2 separate regions of the Sus scrofa genome follow, and region 1 is linked to region 2. A link is a contact called in public Hi-C data. All regions are on one chromosome and are shown on one strand. Each heading gives the region's core, a stretch centred on a gene start, on an enhancer-like site or on the middle of the called end of the contact. The rest is flanking DNA. Distances are from core to core; before and after follow the strand shown. Region 1 has its middle 21 kb from the start of WDR75. Region 2 overlaps GULP1 (PTB domain-containing engulfment adapter protein 1).

Region 1 (5,534 bases), core at 799-3,298, 760 kb before region 2:
CTATATACCATTTTGAGATCCCACCAGTAATGTATGAGTATTCCTGTGGCTCCACATTCTTGCCAGCATTCGTTGTTGTCAGTGTTCTGGATTTTGGATTTTCAGCTGTTCCGATAGCTGTATAATTTTATCTTTCTCTCTCTATCTTTTTGTTTTTTTTTGCCTGTGCCCGCACCATGTGGAAGTTCCCAGGCCAGGGATCAAACCTGAGGCACAGTAGTGACCTGAGCTGCAGCAGTGATGCCAGATCCTTAAAGAGCTGTGCGTCAAGGGAACTCCCATTTTATCTTTTTAATAACGCATTTTGTTTCCTAATTCAACAAACATTAAATATTTAATATAAGACAATGTCTTAGATCCTAGGGATACAAAGTTAAGACAGTGGATTTAAGGATCTCATGTTGAGGAATATGGACACACAAAGTGATCACTATGTTATGGTATAATCAAGCATCTTAAGAACAGAAGATCTAAGTAAAATATTAGAAATAAGGTTTTACATCTCCTTGGACCCAGTCGTCATCCTTTAAAATATTTATTTATTAATTTCCACCCGCCTGGAGTGATTTACTGGTTGATTTTGGTTTCAGGGCTCTGTAACCTCAAATTACTTACTCAGAGTGAGGGATTAAAGGTTCTGAGCTTGTGATTATTCTCATTTGGGCAATAAATTATTTTCATGTAAACTCACGGACATTCATATGATTATATCCTCAGAGAGAAATAAAAGCATGATATTTTGAATCAATGATCCCTTATGACCTATAGGCAAAAATCTAGGCTTCTTATCTGGCCATGAAAGACTGATGCAACTTGTTCTAACTTATTTTTCTAATGTATATTATTTTTCTTGGCTCTATGAACCTCACTGTGAGTGTAGACCTCCTAGCATTCATTCCGTGATGATTCTAGATCTGTACCTTTATTTAATATTGTTTTCTGAAATGCCCTCTTATTTTCATTCTGCATAACTAATCCTTCCTAAGAGCTTCAAAACTTCTCAGTCTCTTCCACAAATACTCTCATTTGTCTTCTTACTTTCCAATCAGAGCACTTAAAAACATTTCTTTACCATTTATTGCGATCTAGTTATATAATAGCTCTTGAGTTGTTTCACATTAATACTTGATTTTTTTTGTTTTGATATTAACAGATGTATGCCCTCTGAGGGCAAGACGGTATATTGATCTTCTAGATATCATAATGCAATGTTTCCTGCATTGTGGGTTCCTAGTTACTGTATATTGGTTGATGATTCATTAGTATGTAAATTATCTGGGAACAGACCCTATGTTTTAAACGTATTTAACAGTATTAGCATGCCAGAGAACTGATGATAACTTACTAGGTATGAACATTATTACATACACACATACACACACACACACACACACACACACACACACACACACACACACACACACACACACACACACAACCACTGTAAAAATACAGATATACCACATGGTGGCACCAAAGATACATCATTATTTTTGCAGGTTTTATATTCTACTTCGGCCTACAAGAAATTATAATTATACTATTAGCACATTGAAAAATATTTTTAATATCTAACTAATAGGTAATCTTATTGGAATATTATGGAATGAACATTTCTTAGTATAGAAACATTAAAAAAGATCTTTGGATCTTTTAATGTCTTTATTTACAAAAGCATCTCTTTAAGTTCTAGAACTCCTCTATATTTTTTTCAAATTAGATTCCTCTTCCATCACTGTCTTATTTTTCTCTAATAGAAAAACTTTATGAGCTTTAGAAGCTGTTCTTTGACATTTAGGTTTGAGATGTGGTCATTGGTAGCTCACAGTATTATGTTGTGTAGAATGTAGACCTATACAAATTCCAGCTGTTGATGGTACATGAAGTTCTTTGGCAGACAGGCTTCCCAGGCGTGTTGCCTAAGTTTAATTTCCATGTGTAAAGTCATACTTAAAAGTATGTAAACTGAAACAGATGTTTGTACTCTGAGAATGCATTTGGTGCACGAAGGAACAGCTCCCTAGCCTCTTATTCTACCCCCACTTTATTTTGAAAGCCCTTTTGAATAGAAAAGGGCCTCTGGAGAACCATCTAGTGTCTTTGACCCCACTAGTGAGTAGCAGCTCATTCCTGGGAAACAGTGCCCCAAATGAATGTTGGATTTTGCTTTAAACTCCCTTCTTAATAATCGTATGATTTTCTTCCCTTTCCTGTAAGCTTTGTATAGCTATTCTTTAATTAGGAAGCTATTCACTCTAATAATACAAGTTTTCTTAAAACCAAACTAAATCTCACTGATATTATCATTTAATAATAACTCTGAACTTTTATTTTCCTAAAGATTAGCTGTAATAAAGGCAGATCTTTGTGTAGCACCTATGTACCTTCTCACTGTTGTGGTGTCACATATTTAAGTACTGTATCTGAAAGCCTTCGAATAATCTGATTTATGGTGATGATAGTTTATAGGGTTCTAACCCACACAGAACTTGTGCTTCCAATTAATTTTCCAAAAAAGTAGAATTACTTGTTATTAACTACTTTCATTTTTCTTTTTAAAATCTTCCTTCCTGTCTCTTTTCAAAGATACTATACTAGGGTCAAAGAGGATTAAGATAGAACCTCTAGGGCCGCTCCCATGGCACATGGAGGTTCCCAGGCTAGGAGTCTAATTGGAGCTGCAGCTGCCAGCCTATGCCAGAGCACAGCAACATGGGATCCAAGCCGCTTCTGCAGCCTATGCCACAGCTCATGGCAAAGCTGGGTCCTTAACCCACTGAGCAAGGCCAGGGATCAAACCCGCAACCTCATGGTTCCTAGTTGGATTCGTTAACCACCGAGCCATGATGGGAACTCCTAGAGCCTTTCTTTAGGAACATTTAATGTAACTTAGGAAAAAGGCACAACTTAAAATTTTCTAACACCACAGAAGAACCAGCCCATACACTAGGGGAACTAAAAAAGATTTTATAGAGGAGATAATATTGGAGATAGGTGTTGAATGATAGAGGGGAACTCCTCCAGGAAGTGAAGGAAAAAGCAGATTTTCAAGGCAGCAGAATGGAATGAACACTAGTATGATGGGTTTGTGGCACATCAGGCTCTAGCTTGGTTTTCTTATGGATATATGGAGGTAGTAATTAGGTGGCGAGGAAGAATTGAAAGAAGGGGTGAGGACCAGATTTAATTATGCCTAAATGTTTGGAAATACAAATGCAAAGTCTTTTTTTTTAATTACTTAATGAACTTTATTACATTTATAGATGTACAGCAATCATCACAACCAAATTTTTATAGCATTTCCATCCTAAAACCTCAGTGCATCCCCTCACCCCTCAACCTGTCTCATTTGGAAACCATAAGTTTTTCAAATCAAAAATTAGTAATTATAGGAGTTTTTGTTGTGGTTCAGTGGGTTAAGAACCCGACATAGTGTCTGTGAGGATGTGGGTTTGATCTCTGGCCTTGCTTAGTGGGTTAAGGATCTGGTGTTGCTGCAAGCCGCAGTGTAGGTCACAGATGTGGTTTGGATCTGGTGTTGATGTGACTGTAGCGTAGGCCCCAGCTGCAGCTCCAATTTGACCTCTGGCCTAGGAATTTCTATATGCCACAGGTGCGGCCGTAAAAAAGAAAAAAAAAAAAAAGTAGTGATTATAGTTTTAAATTTTTGATATGTTTTATTTGTGATAAAGTTTTGAATTATGTTATTTCAAGGCAATAATATATAACCTTTTTTCTGCATAGTAAAAACTTGATAGATATCTTAACAGATGATGTTCTTAAAATTAGTGAGTACCTGCTACATGTATCAATAAATATGTAAAAATTGACTAGAAATTTATGCAGTTCCATGTATATTCACATAGTTTTTGCTTTGTTATATAAACATTAAAAGCCTCCTTGAATTTGTCTTTATATGTAATTTCTTCAAGTCCATAGATATTTAACTTCTAGATTAAGAAGCAAAACTTAAGTGAAAATATGTGTTATGCATTGTATAATTATAATGCTGTGTTGATAATTAATTGATAATTTGGTCTTTATTAATGGCCAACTTAGATGGCTAAATGATAGCTCTAGTATAGGTTAAATGTAGTAGAAGTTACTTCTGGATAGTATTTTCCTAACAAAGTAAAGCCACATTGAAATATGTGGAGAAACTTATGTTCAAAAAACAAATTCTATGTTATTTTGTCTAGCTTTTAAAATCACTGATGGAAATGTTTCAGGAGCTCTCTGTTTATTTTTATTTTGTTTTTTGTCTTTTTTTGATGCATAATACTATTTTCTATTTTATAAAAATAAGCTGAATTTTCCCACTTCTGCTTTTAGTATTGTTTTATTCCCAAATATACATCTTTTGGTCTTGGCACTGTAGTCTTAGTTACATGGAAATAAATGGTGTTATTTGTGGGACTGTGGTATTTGTTGGGATATATATGGATTTTGGAAGTTTGCCCCAAGAATATTTTATATATCTTATTTTTCTATTGGATCAGAATAAAATATACTTTTAGGTTAATAGGGTAACATTCATATTGTTCTCTTACATTAATACCTGAAATTTAATTTGCTCTTTTTTTTTTTCAGCCTGAATTATAATTCTAAAACAAATAGATTCTAAGTGCTCTATTTTCTGTTTTAAAGTTCTCATCAAACTGTGGTTAGGGAGTGGGTAGAAAATTATTATGGCATTCTTTAGCTTCTCTGTTTGAAAGATCATAAATAAACTTCGGTAATTTCATTTATGGAAGTCACTTGAAAAAATAATTGTCTAATAATTTAGTCACAAATAAATTCAGTCTTGTAAAGACGTCTTTTAAAGTCTGTATTTTTATTTTTTACATTTAAATAGTTCTATTTTTAGGGTAAAATTAATAGTTTTTAAGGAATTAAGTTTAGTTTTAACCCGAATTGTTCCAATTACTTAAGGTTTCCCACTTTGCCTCCCAATTAGAAGTAGAATCTCTCATTTCTAGGACTTATCATAGAAAGTATTAAGGAAAACCTAAAGATAATTTCCTTGTTTCATTAACCTTTTACACAATTCTGTAAGATGGACAATGCTAATTGAATAAATAGACTAGCATTTCTGATTGATTAGGGCAGATGTCCTGGCATTGAGTGGATATAAAGAAATCAATTAAATGAAGGGGTATTCTATAATTCTGTGAGAAGAATCTATCCTGTGTCATTTTGTGGGTGTAATTTTCTGTTGAAACAAAGAAATACTGATGATTTTCAGAAAGAAGTATATCACTAAACAAGAATCAATGCAGTGATGTGAAAATTGTATAAAAACCACTTTAAGTAAGAGAATGGATTCATCCTGATTTTCAAGTAAATGACTGTAGTCATGAAAATTAAACTCGTAAGGTACTCACATCATGGACACCCTCAGTTATTTCACTTTCCTTTGTTTCCAGGCTGGGCTTCAATAACCAAAGTCAAGAGGACCAGTTGAATAAATAATTCAGTTAATTACATCAAAATAGCTGATAGGTTTTCATATATTCCTGGATAACTCAGAATAA
Region 2 (6,227 bases), core at 2,966-5,465:
ATAAACATTAGAATTCCATTGAAGGAGTTTTTCAAATCTTAATATCTCAGTGGGAACAATGTCTTTTGGGATGGAATGCAATCAGAAAAAAATGTAAAGGATGTGTGGCAGCTTTCATAAGATTTTCTCAGGAAACTTGGTAATAATATGTGGAGTTGCTTTAAATGTCCTTTTTTGTCCTTAGTCTCACAAGTTCCTCATATCTGCTCATGGACATGGCCAGATCCTTGTGCAGTTGTCCGCTGGGACATCCTTAACATACAACGTCACTGCAAAACTCTGCTTTGGAATTACCTCTAGCTCTATACTTTCAATTGGTAGATATGATATTCTAAATATTAGAGACAGTTCTGTCATTATTGGGTTTTGAGTTAGAGCATGAGTCCAAATTATCCAAGCAAAGTAAAGGCAAGCTACTAAATGACACTTGGGAAATACTGCTGTTACATTTTTTTGTTGAGTATGGAACTTATACCTTAAAAAAATACAAAGAGTGTGTGCCACATTCAGAGAAGTAATCAAAGTTGAATACACTAGACATTTATTTGGAGGGCTTGACCTACCTTTAGTTTCCTTACAGCATCTCTCACAACTTCTGTTCCTTTGGGCTGCTCCACTTCTGTGCTTCCAAGAAACTGAAAATGGTCATTTGTGAGACATGCTTTACTATATCATACATTATTAAATCATTTTGATATACAACATGGAATAACAGAATGATGTGATACTAATGTAAATTGAGGTCCTAAAAAAGTTATTAATTTACATTCTTTTATATTATATGAAAATGTGAATATATTAATCACACACAGGAGTTCCCACTGTGCTCGGCTGTAACGAACTTGGCTAGTATCCACGAGGATGCGGGTTCAATCCCTGGCCTTGCTCAATCATTAAGGATCCCACCTTGCTTCGAGCTGTGAAAAAGACTCTGCATAGGTTGCAGACACAACTTGGATCTGGTGTTGCTGTGGCTGTGGTGTAGGCCGGCGGCAGCTGCAGCTCTGATTAGACCCCTAGCCTGGGAACTTCCATATGCTGCAGGTATAGCCCTAAAAAGCAAAACAAAACAAAACAAAACAAAAAAAACACATACAATTCCTATTAATCAAAGTTTTTTTAAAACATACTTTTCCTGGAGTTCCCATCAGGGTGCAGCAGAAACGAATCTAACTAGGAACCCCTGGCTTTGCTCAGTGGGTTAAAGATCCAGTGTTGCCGTGAGCTGTGGTGTAGATTGCAGATGCGGCTCAGATCTGGTGTTGCTGTGGCATAGGCCAGTGGCTATAGCTCCGATTGGACCCCTAGCCTAGGAACCTCCATATGCCATGGGTGAGGGGCTAAAAAGCAAAACAAACAAACAAACAAACAAAAAAAAAACCCCGTACTTTTCCTGAGTATTTTACTTGTAGCTTTTTACTGGGTTCAAAGGAATAAGGATGATCTCAAATTTAAAACTGAAAACATATTAATTGAAAATTGTTCTCTGAAAATTTAAAGCATATAAATTTTTATGTTATTTAATTGTCAATAGTATATTTTGAGATATTAATGTGGTTTAATACAATTTACAATGTCTTTGTTTTCCAATTAGGACATTCATATAACATGTAAAATTTAAAAATACACACTTTTTTTTAACACCCGGTATATATCACCCACTAAAGCTATAAGCTAAAGAACATTAAAAAAATAAAACACACATGCTCTATAATTTTATTGTTTTAAAATATCATTGGAGGTTTTTAGTGTAATGAAATGTTTATGACCAATTAGAACTGAAATACAGATATTTTATTTTATGGAATATTCCTATATAAATAGCAAATAATCATTAAATTCACTAGGCATATATAATTTCCCAAAGACTTTTTTTCTTGTCACATACTACCAATTATGACACCAAAGTGAGTCATGAATTCATCACTTCTTATATAAATAGATATATGCATGAATATGTATTTGTATACACTTTGCATCAAATAATTGAGTAGAGTCTTTTTTATGTGTTAACTCACAAAACGGAAGAGAGCAAAATAGTAATGTCAGGGTATCTTTTTAAAATCGCATTTTATTCCTTCTTGCATTCTTGAAAAACTAACAATGACAACTAAAGAAATTAGAGTTGTTTTTCAAAATGGGCTCTCTATAGTCGGTTAAAACGAACAACGTAGATTCTTTGGTCTAATAAGGGTAGGGCTAGGGAGTTCTATTTCTAAAAGCATCACAGGTGATTCCTGGTACTAAAGTCTAAGGTACAGACTGAGAAAATAGTAAGAGGTCAGGAGAATAGTGGAAGGTAGATAGAAATGGTGAGCTGGAAATACAGGCGATAACGCTGATCCCTTTCCGATGACCTCATGGAGAGAGAGTGAAGCCCAGAAGCATTAAGGCCAAAAAGATTCAGTCTTAAGATTTGATAAGGTACAACAGCTTCTTTTTGTTATATGTGCAAACTATGCCAAAACAACTGCTACCTCGTCTAGATGTAATATATCATTAGGCACTGGTTTGCCCCACTGTGACCTTAAGTTGGTTACCAGGCTTGCAAAAAAAGACCAAAATAAATGGAGAAATTCTCAGCTTTTAGACACTGAAAAACTGCTACTAAGATATAAGAGATGCTAAATCAATTCCTGACACCAATGGACCCATTACATTTCTTCTGTTTCAGGTCAAAGTATTCAACTTTGGCTGCATTATACAATCACATGGGAGCTTTAAACTTAGACCAGTGCCTGGGACTCTGGTTTAATTAGTCTGGGGAGGAGCCAGGGCATCTGTGTATTTTAAACCTCCCCAGATGATTTTAACATGCCACCAGATTTGAAAAGCACTGCTTCAGATCATCCAGAAAGGATAAAGGGTTCAAGTGACAGAAGGAGAGCTAACACAATAGACACTATTTAGTTCTGAGTAAATCCATGGAGCAAACTCCTGTTCTCAATGTCCTGAATTTATCATATCACGGAGAATTTCCCCATTGGTGGGTGGTCTAGTGTTAGTGGTACAGGGAGGCAAAAGCAGACCCTATACTGATAAGTGATTCTTGAACTACAAGAAAGAAGTATGTGATCTGTTGATAACAGACTGTAAAAGTTACTGGAAATATTTGTGGAAAGATATTCGTACATTGGCAGTAATGTCATGAGTCATTAGTGTTACATGTAAATAGGCCCATATGGGAAAATTATGGAAGAGCTCCAAGAACATTCTAAATGAATCAACTTCTTGTAGTGCTCCAGGAACTTTTAATGCGTTTCTTTCACACTGGCTTTAATTAAACTGTCTGAAAATAAAGCACAGGGAGAAGCCTTGAATGATGGTAAGAACTAAACTAAAAAGATATCTAATATGGACTTTGCCACCTAGATGTTCTATGTCCTGTTGGATGAATTGAATGGAAATACTTTAAAAAACTGAGGAGCAGATTATTCCTTATAATATTTCCTGCATTTTTAAGTTATAAAGGTCATGATACTTGGATTAAAAAGTTCATATTTTTATGCCTTCCATGTCTGTATAAAGTATCTGCAAGACTCTTGAGTCTGATGCAGCATGCTGGAATAAACTCTAGGCTTAGAATCTGAAGATGTTAAGAAAGTCACAATCTCTGCCTTACTTGACTCTTAAAAAATAAAGATAAGATTATTCTTCTCCCTTATAAAATTGCTCTGCAGAGTAATTATAATAAGAGATGAGAAAAAAAAATCCTGTAAACTGCAAAGTGCTTTAAAATTATGAGGGAATGCCACTGTTTTATGTAATGACTGTTTCGGGAAGACACTAGAATTTAGTGGATACTGGTGGTGCCTGCTCAGCTTTCCTTGGACCCTCTTTATCACCGCTGGGGCACATCTTCCAGCTTCCCCAGGCTTTGCTGGTAATGGCTCACACCCAAGACTTCAGAGGATTTCCCTTTAGGCAATGAGATAACCTTGCCAGTCTTGAGAGCTAGAAATGCCTGGAAGTTTTTTTGCTTCCCTCCATATCAACATTCCTGAGCCAATGACTGGTGTGGAAGCACAGAGGCCTGGTCCTTTGCTTGAAAGTGGGGTAAACTCTAAGGCATAATATCATGATGCAGAGCTTCCCTTAGAATCAGGCTGAGGCTGGGGCTTTCTTCCCCTGCTCTGTCCTGCTTGTTGCTCCTGGGGGCACTCCCTCAACAAATCACTTGCCCCTAAATCTTAGTCTCTGGGTGTAATTCTGGGAGAAACTGGCTTAACACGCTGTTAAACGCTTAAACACTTCCACTCAGGGACATATAATCTAGTATACAAAACTTACAAACACTGAAATACTCTTGTCGTAAGTGCTCTCGAAAGGCTTGTACCCAGTACAGGTTAGTCGTAGGACTTTAGTTTTCATTTTTTCCCACTCTGCCTGGGGCCCAAAGAGTGAAAGAAAAAATGGAAATGAATCAAGCCATGGCCAAGGGATTAATTCATCCCATCCCAACAGAGCTGTTAACTAGCTGGAAAAACACGGCCAGGGGAGTTGTGGAAATGCTCAGCCTGACTAAGAGCAGAGGCGAAGCATCCCACTGAAACAAAGAAAAAGAGCCAATGTCCACATGCAGAATTGAACACCCACTGGACCACTTTCCCAGCCTGTCTCCCAGAAGACTGGCTGTTAGCCCTCTAAGCCCCTAAAGACCAGGATTCTTCCCTAGGGCAAGTGCCTCCCCTCAAAGGACAATGCTTGCTGACCGCTGGGGTTTCTACATGAAATATATGGGCCACCTGAGCTGCTGCTACCAGCTGACAAGCCCAGGTACACAGAATTGCTAGCAAGCTTTTGAGTCAGGCTTCAACAGCAAAATGTATCACATATGTGTGTATACTTGAGGAAAGCTACTCACACAAAAAAAATAGGGAGAAAAACAAAGAAACAGGAACACAGTAGAGCAGGAAGGAATCAGAGAGAAAGCAGGGACAAAAAAAAGATGACTAAAAATCCAAAGTCAATATAAATATATTTCATCCATGATAAAAACAGGATAATATAAAAAGCAGTATTTAGAGAACAACAAAGAACTCACCGAGATTAAAAATATGATGCAGGCAACTTAAAAAGTAAAAAGGATATTAGAAGATAAAGTTGAGGAAATTCACCAGGAAGTAATTATTGGGTCCTTACTATTTATCAAGTACTATTTTAGGAATTGGGGATACAGCAGAAAAGGAAACAAAGCAAACTGCCTGCCCTTACAGATGTTACACCTTAGTGGAGGGAGCCAAACACAAGCAATGTTATATAAATAAGTGAATTATATATTACTTGAGAGAGAGAAAGAAGGAAGAGAGGAACAGAAGTGCAAAGCATGTGAGTGCATCTGTGAGTTAGGCCATTTCAAACAGGATGGGTGGAGACCTCACTGATAAAGTGAAGTGTAAACCAACCAAAAAGGCAGTGATGCATCTAGATGCATGAGGGAAGGCAAGTCAGGTCAAGGGAACAGAAAATGCAAAAGCCAGATACTTTAAAAGAAGATTAAAAATATAACTATTAGAGAATTGGTCTAGGACAGCATTTTTCAAAATTTGGTCCCTGGAATAGTACTATCAGCATTATCTGAGAAGTTGTTATAAATAACAAATTCTACTGAATCAGAAAACTCTGGGGAGGGTCCAGCAATCTATTTTAATATCTTCTCCTGGAAATTCTGATGCAAGCTTCAATGTGAAAACCACTGTTCTAGGAGATCCAACATCCAAGCCAGATAGAGTTCTAGAAATAGGGAACTATAAAAACTGAAGGAAGAAAATTATGTAGCACCTTTCCAGAAACAAAGATATGAAATTTCAGGCTAAAGGGCTCAAGATTACACCATTGTAATGAGTGAAAACATATAGACAAGCACAAGATATTAAGCTCATCATTAACACACTAAAGATAGAGAAAAGCCCACGAAAGATCCCAGAGAGAAACAGAAAAAAACACACAGGACCAGGAATATGAATGACATCAGACTTTGTGTCAGCCACAATGGAAGAAAAATAACTTCAAATTCTAAGGAAGAAAAGATTTAGAGCCAAGTTTACGGATTACGAAGAGAGAAAAAATACACACAGAGATGTGGAAGGGACTGAAAATTTAAACTCCCATGCCCTGGTTCTCTGTCACAAAAGTGGGGAGTGCATAAAATAAAGCAGAAGAAGCAATGGAACCCAGGAAACAGGGAGGAATGACAGAGGGTGTAGATAACCACTGCAAGTATGACA

What was found. A called contact is a pair of places that touch in the nucleus more often than the background predicts.
Region 1: a contact with region 2 is called in a Hi-C map of omental adipose tissue, with 3 times the contacts expected there. The contact joins two enhancer-like sites. A contact is called at or near these places in 1 of 5 promoter capture datasets (fetal skeletal muscle), 18 of 47 Hi-C or Micro-C datasets (alveolar macrophages, brain, embryonic fibroblasts and 10 more) and 1 of 2 datasets of contacts at active chromatin or transcription factors (skeletal muscle).

Annotation. Positions count from the first base shown.
Region 1 is chr15:93,956,810-93,962,343 of Sscrofa11.1, reverse strand. It overlaps a transcript of COL5A2 not described here. Among named protein-coding and RNA genes, the nearest start is that of WDR75, 21 kb to the left of the region's middle. Within about 2 kb of position 2,048, at least 26 of the 83 cell types and tissues checked have an H3K27ac peak or open chromatin away from gene starts, as enhancers often do. A contact at or near this core is called in omental adipose tissue, where this site is marked.
Region 2 is chr15:93,193,924-93,200,150 of Sscrofa11.1, reverse strand. It overlaps GULP1 (PTB domain-containing engulfment adapter protein 1), which reads right to left. Exons shown (of 12, transcript XM_021075382.1): 5 at 564-635. Among named protein-coding and RNA genes, the nearest start is that of GULP1, 210 kb to the right of the region's middle. Within about 2 kb of position 4,215, at least 5 of the 83 cell types and tissues checked have an H3K27ac peak or open chromatin away from gene starts, as enhancers often do. A contact at or near this core is called in omental adipose tissue, where this site is marked.